Regions from separate parts of the Cricetulus griseus genome. Here region 1 is linked to region 2. A link is a contact called in public Hi-C data. All regions are on one chromosome and are shown on one strand. Each heading gives the region's core, a stretch centred on a gene start, on an enhancer-like site or on the middle of the called end of the contact. The rest is flanking DNA. Distances are from core to core; before and after follow the strand shown. Region 1 holds the start of Klhdc4 (kelch domain-containing protein 4). Region 2 has its middle 12 kb from the start of Jph3.

Region 1 (2,794 bases), core at 174-2,673, 110 kb before region 2:
AGGGGTGCACCACCACTGCTCAGCTATATATCTTTTTTGTTGTTGTTTTTTCCGAGACAGGCTTTCTCTGTGGCTTTGGAGCCTATCCTGGCACTCGCTATGTAGACCAGGCTGGCCTCAAACTCACAGAGATCTGCCTGCCTCAGCCTCCCGAGTGCTAGGATTAAAGGTGTGCGCCACCAACTCCCGGCCCATACAATATATCTTGATCAGGTTCTTTCCCCTCCCCAAACACCCCCTAGATAACCCCCAAAACCAATGGCTTTTGACTGGCAAAAATACTGTCCTGACTGGCTTTTCCCTTGGAAGTGAGGTAGGGTTGTTGGCGGATGCACACCTAGGACAGCACTGCAGATAGGTTCTAGCCCAGAAGAGCTTTCTGAGGATAATAATCTCAATTCAGCTTTGAAAAATACGAACATTTCACGAATTTGCATGTCACCCTTTCGTGGGGTCCATGCTAATCCCCGTATTGCTCCAATTCTAGTGTATCTGCTGCCAAAAGGAGCACATTTCTTTTATCTTTTGATGTCCTATTTGGGGTGGAAAGTTGTTTCTGTGTATCTTTTCGGGAAAAAAATCACACAACGTCGTTGTTTTCCTCAAAAGTAACTTTTCTTCTCAAGAATTAGGTTTATGAAAAATCTGGAGTGAGTTGGGAGCTCACGTCTGCTTAGCGCTTCAGTGATAAGTGATTGGCCAGATTCGAGGCAGTTTCTTTAAAGGCTGTGCTTTGGCAGCATTTCCACAGAGAAGGAGGATAATTTGTGTTCCCTTTGCTGATATTTTGCTTGCCCTTGTCCTTGCTTTGCGTCATTCCTTGAGTGCAGCCCAAAGATGACACCCTCTAGGCAATGAGCATTTCACTCTGCTCTTTTAAACCGCAGGATCCGTCTTCCATTCTGCCATTTGAGTCAAATTCTGGAGATAACCCCCCCCCCCTTTTTTTTCTCCCGAGACAGGGTTTCTCTGGGCTTTGGATGCTGTCCTGAGATTAATTTCCTATCACATATTTGTCATACCATAAACCGTTGGAAGGCTAGATTGACATCACCAGCCCGGGCCTCCCAGTGGATAGACATGTCGGTCCGTCCAGTGGAACCACGCCAGCAGAAGGGCAAAGACTGTTCTCTCGCTCAGCACAGTGCCTCGAGAGCCTGACAGTGCCTGGAGCATTTTACATGGGGTAGGGAATGGGGCTGCCTTAACTCGGGTCAGGAATCCCCTAAGTGAGTGGAAATGTCTGTGAGGAATGAGACCTCGAGACACCCAATTAGCTACTGTACCCAGGAGCAGCCAGCCATGTATAAGAGAGGCCTGAGATGCACCGGCTGGCGGGACGCACCGGCTGGCGGACCCAAAGTATTCCTGGAGTCGGCTGCTTGACGGAACACCAGAGAAACGGACAGGAAGTGACCTTTATTTAGCGTGCCGCTGGTTTCCGGCTGGGCAGAACGCCTCTTGCTCCTTCGGTGGTTCCCTGGTGCCGCTTAAGAACTGGCGTGATGGGTAAGAAGGGCAAGAAAGAGAAGAAGGGCCGCGGCGCGGAAAAGACGGCCGCCAAGATGGAGAAGAAGGTGTCCAAGCGCTCTCGGAAGGAGGAGGTGAGCGGGGCTCGGAGGGACGGGCCGTGGAGGGAGGCGTGGCGTGCCCTGGGACTGCAGGCGTGAGACCGGGAGCCGGAGTTGTGCCCGGGGTCTGCGGGTGGCGGGCCTGCGCCGAGCCCAGCACCCTTGGGCCTCTCCGTTTCTCCCGTGCCTCTCCGCAGCACTGGTACTCCTCGTTTGCCCGGTCGCTCTCTCCCACTCTTCCTTTGAAGATTAGATCTGTTCCGGATGCCGTTCGGTTTTGCTTGCTTCCCTTCCTTGTAGAGGGAAGCAGCGTGGTGGGGTTTAGTAGAGGAGGAGAACCTGGAGTTGAGTGACTCCTACTTTGTTCAGGTGTGCGTTCTGTGACTAAAGTCTTTGTTTTTTGTTTTGTTTTGTTTTTCGAGACAGGGGTTTTCTGTGTAGCTTTGGAGCCTATCCTGGCACTCGCTCTGGAGACCAGGCTGGCCTCGAACTCACAGAGATCCGCCTGCCTCTGCCTCTGGAGACCTGGGATTAAAGGCGTGCGCCACCACCGCCCGGCCTAAAGTCTTAACTGTACTGTGCTTATTATTATTATTTTTTTCTCCAAAAGAGAGCAGATATTCCTCCAGCAGCCTTAGGAAGTGAGCCACAAGTAGAATTTTTAATTTTTTTTCGAGGCAAAGTTTCTCTGTGTAGCTCTGGTTGTCCTGGAACTCGCTCTGTAGAGCAGGCTAGCCTTGAACATAAAGATTCACCTGCCTCTGCCTCCGGAGTGTTGGGACTAAAAGCACGTGGCTGGAACTGTTGGTGGCTCCACTATCCTATTTCCATACACCCCCATTATCCCAGGAACTGTAGATGGATCAGCTCTGAACTTCGGGCTACGCACCTTACTTGCTCTTCTCATAGGTCTTTCTCACATGGGGCAGTTGTGATGTCCAGGGTATGCCCAGTAGTTTTCCAGGCACAGGATTTCCTGGGCTCCCATCCTAATAACCTGGCAAGAGGGAACCTCAGTTGAGAAAATAGATCCATAACATTGGCCTGTAGGGGGCTGGGGAGGTGGCTTGGCTGTTAAGGGCATTTGTTGGTCTTTCAGAGGATCCCGGGTTGATTCTGTGCACCCACATGGTGGCTCACATCTGTCTGGCCTTTGTGGGCACCAGTTTTGAACATGGTGCACAGACAAACATTCAGACAAAACACCTACACACATAAAATAA
Region 2 (2,701 bases), core at 115-2,614:
GTGAGTGTGTGTGTGAGTGTATGTGAGTATGTTGTGTGTGTGAGTGTGTGGTGAGTGTGTGTGTGTGAGTGTGAGTATGTTGTGTGTGTGAGTGTGTGGTGAGTGTGTGTGTGGTGTGTGGGTATGTGTATGAGTGTCTGTGTGAGTGTGTAAGAGTGTTGTGAGTGTGTGGTGTGTGTATGAGTGTGTGTGTGTGAGTGTGTGGTGTGAGTGTGTTGAATGTGTGTGAGTATGTGTGTGGTGTGCATGTGTGTGTGGTGTGTGGTGTGGGAGTGTGTGTATGAGTGTGTGTGGTGTGTGGTGTGTGAGTGTGTGTGTGTGGTGTGTGTGTGAAATGATGATGCTTGTTCACGTGCTGACCTGTACTGCATTGGGCACGCTGTCCAGGGAGGCAGTGGAGATAGCTGGTGAGGACAGGAGACATGGAAACAATTAACTCCAAACTCTGCCAAGTCAGAGCTTCTGTGTCTCCTCTATCAACGCAGCCACGTCCCACATGAAGTGAGAATGTCCCCTGTGCTTACAGACGACAGTCACAGCTCCATCGCACCAAGTTACTGTCCTGAAGGCTTCACATACACATCCAATTGCTCCTTGCCAACTGTTCTATGTAATTTATTTGGGTGGTGGGAGTGTGGAGGTCAGAGGGCAACCTGAGGAGTCAGTTCTCGCCTTCCACTGTGTGAGTTCTGGGGGGTTAAACTCAGATCATCAGTCTTGGTGACAAGTCTGAGCATATTTACCCACTGAGCAACCTTGCCAGTTCTGCTTCTACCAATTCTTAACCACAAATGTCCAGGCCAAAGGGCATGAACAGTTTGTGCAGCTGCTGTCTGTTGCCTGTGGTCCACTCACTATAAATTAGCACAGCCTCCAGCACACAACAGGGTCGGCTAGACCCTGTAGCTCGCTCGCCGACTCTCTGGTCCTGCTGAGACCCAGGCTGCTGCACTACTGCAGTCCGTTCACAGACTGGACCCTACGTGTCCCACACGGACGGCTTCTTTCCCACCACCTGTCATACAGGAAGCCTGGTATAGGCAGCACCCAGAGCAGCATGTCAGTAGCCAGGCCAGACATGTGATTGCCGGTTCTTGGACACTGCTCATGTCCGGGCTCGGCTCCTGCCCTCTCCATGACGTCTGAAACTCTGCCATCAGCTTCCAGGTCTGCCTGGTTATTTGTGTATCCAGTATCTGAACTTGACCAGTTCCAGAGAGGGACAGAGACTGATGCTGGGTGATAGAAGATTCCCACTAGCTAAGTGAGGTCTCAGTAGGGGCTGGAGCCTGCGGCCCTGGTTCTCTGGTGGCTTGTTGAACAGGCTCGCAGAGGCTCACAGCTCGAGGGAGACACCCTCTGGCCCAAGAGTAACACTGCAACTGCAGTATCTGTCTTGCAGGCACAGCCGCGCATTGGGAGCCTATGCCTACCCAGTGCTGTGCCAATTGACTCCTGACTGCACATGCCCCTGTATTCTCTGTGTTTAGAAGGCTTTCTGTTCAGGTAGGTTTTTTGTTTTGTTTTGTTTTTTACTTTCCGTTTGAACCATTGATATTTTTGACTTTGGGGCATTTTCTGTCTCCAAAAAAAAGAGAAATTTCACAGCGTTTAACATTAACAACCAACTTCCAGCAAACCTCTGAGGCAGCTCTGTGACCTCCCTATCCCTAGGAGGTGTGATGCTGATGCAACTGTACACAGTCACACACGTTTCCTGTGACAGATGACATTCACCACATGCCTCTGAATATAAGCCATCACTAACAGAAGGGCCCAGGACCCCTCATCTCTGGGCAGTGAGGCAGCCTTAGAAGGCTCTGGGGTAGGGTGAGGAGCAATGTAAGGACCCTAGATGAGAGCTTCAGAGAGGTGGACTTTCTGCACACAACAGCAGGAGCAGGCAGGACTAACAAGCTACTAAGACATAACCTCTGTCTCCTGGAGAGACCAGACCTGGTGTTCTCTTCTTCACTGTTGTGTATTGGGGGGGGGATGTTTAGATGACTGTGCAGGTCCATGAGCATGTGAAGGTCAGAGGGCAACTCAGGAGTTGTCCTTAGGAACTGTCCACTTTGTTTTTAAGACATGTTCTCTCACTAGGATCAGGAGATTTTCAGTTAAGCTAGGCTGGCTGACCATTGAGCCCCAGAGATACCCTGTGTCTGCCTCCCCAGTGCTAGGATTATAGGCGTACACTCCCATATCAGATTTTTTTCCCAAGTGGTCTGGGGATTGAACTTGGGTCCTTACATTTATGCAGCAAGCACCTTGCTGACTGAGCACCCTTTGGCCCTAGTGTTTTTTCTTTCTCTCCAAAAGTTCTGAGGGTCAGCCCTGGGGAAGAGTTTTAGAAGTAGGAGAACAAGGCCAGAGTTCCAATCCCAGGGGAGGAGCTGAGCTTGGCTGATTCCAAGAGATGAATGAGAAGGCCGGCAGATGGTAACCCGCCCACCTGATGTCCAGGCATCCCAGTGTAGTGACTACATTGAGGTCACGGGAAACTTGCCAAAGTTGAACTCAGAGCCAAACATAGTGGCTCAAACCTGTAATCTCAGGGTTTGGAAGGATGAAACAGGAAGATTATTATGAGGCTACCCTAAGCTAAAGAATGAGATCTTATCTCCAAACAAGAGAGAAACAAAGTTGGGCTCAGATATGGGGAGTTGTGGGGAGAGAAGCATCCATCTCCTTAGAAGGC

What was found. Hi-C and Micro-C count contacts between places; a contact is called where the count stands out from the background.
Region 1: a Hi-C map of the CHO-K1 cell line shows a contact between it and region 2, with 4 times the contacts expected there. The contact joins the promoter of Klhdc4 here to the enhancer-like site in region 2. A contact is called at or near these places in 2 of 8 Hi-C or Micro-C datasets (the CHO-K1 cell line and fibroblasts).

The regions. Positions count from the first base shown.
Region 1 is chr3:198,477,861-198,480,654 of CriGri-PICRH-1.0, reverse strand. Klhdc4 (kelch domain-containing protein 4) reads left to right here and starts at 1,423. Exons shown (of 12, transcript XM_027410698.2): 1 at 1,423-1,604. The coding sequence starts at 1,506. It also overlaps the pseudogene LOC113835147.
Region 2 is chr3:198,363,099-198,365,799 of CriGri-PICRH-1.0, reverse strand. No RefSeq gene overlaps it. Among named protein-coding and RNA genes, the nearest start is that of Jph3, 12 kb to the left of the region's middle. Within about 2 kb of position 1,364, at least 3 of the 6 cell types and tissues checked have open chromatin away from gene starts, as enhancers often do. A contact at or near this core is called in the CHO-K1 cell line, where this site is marked.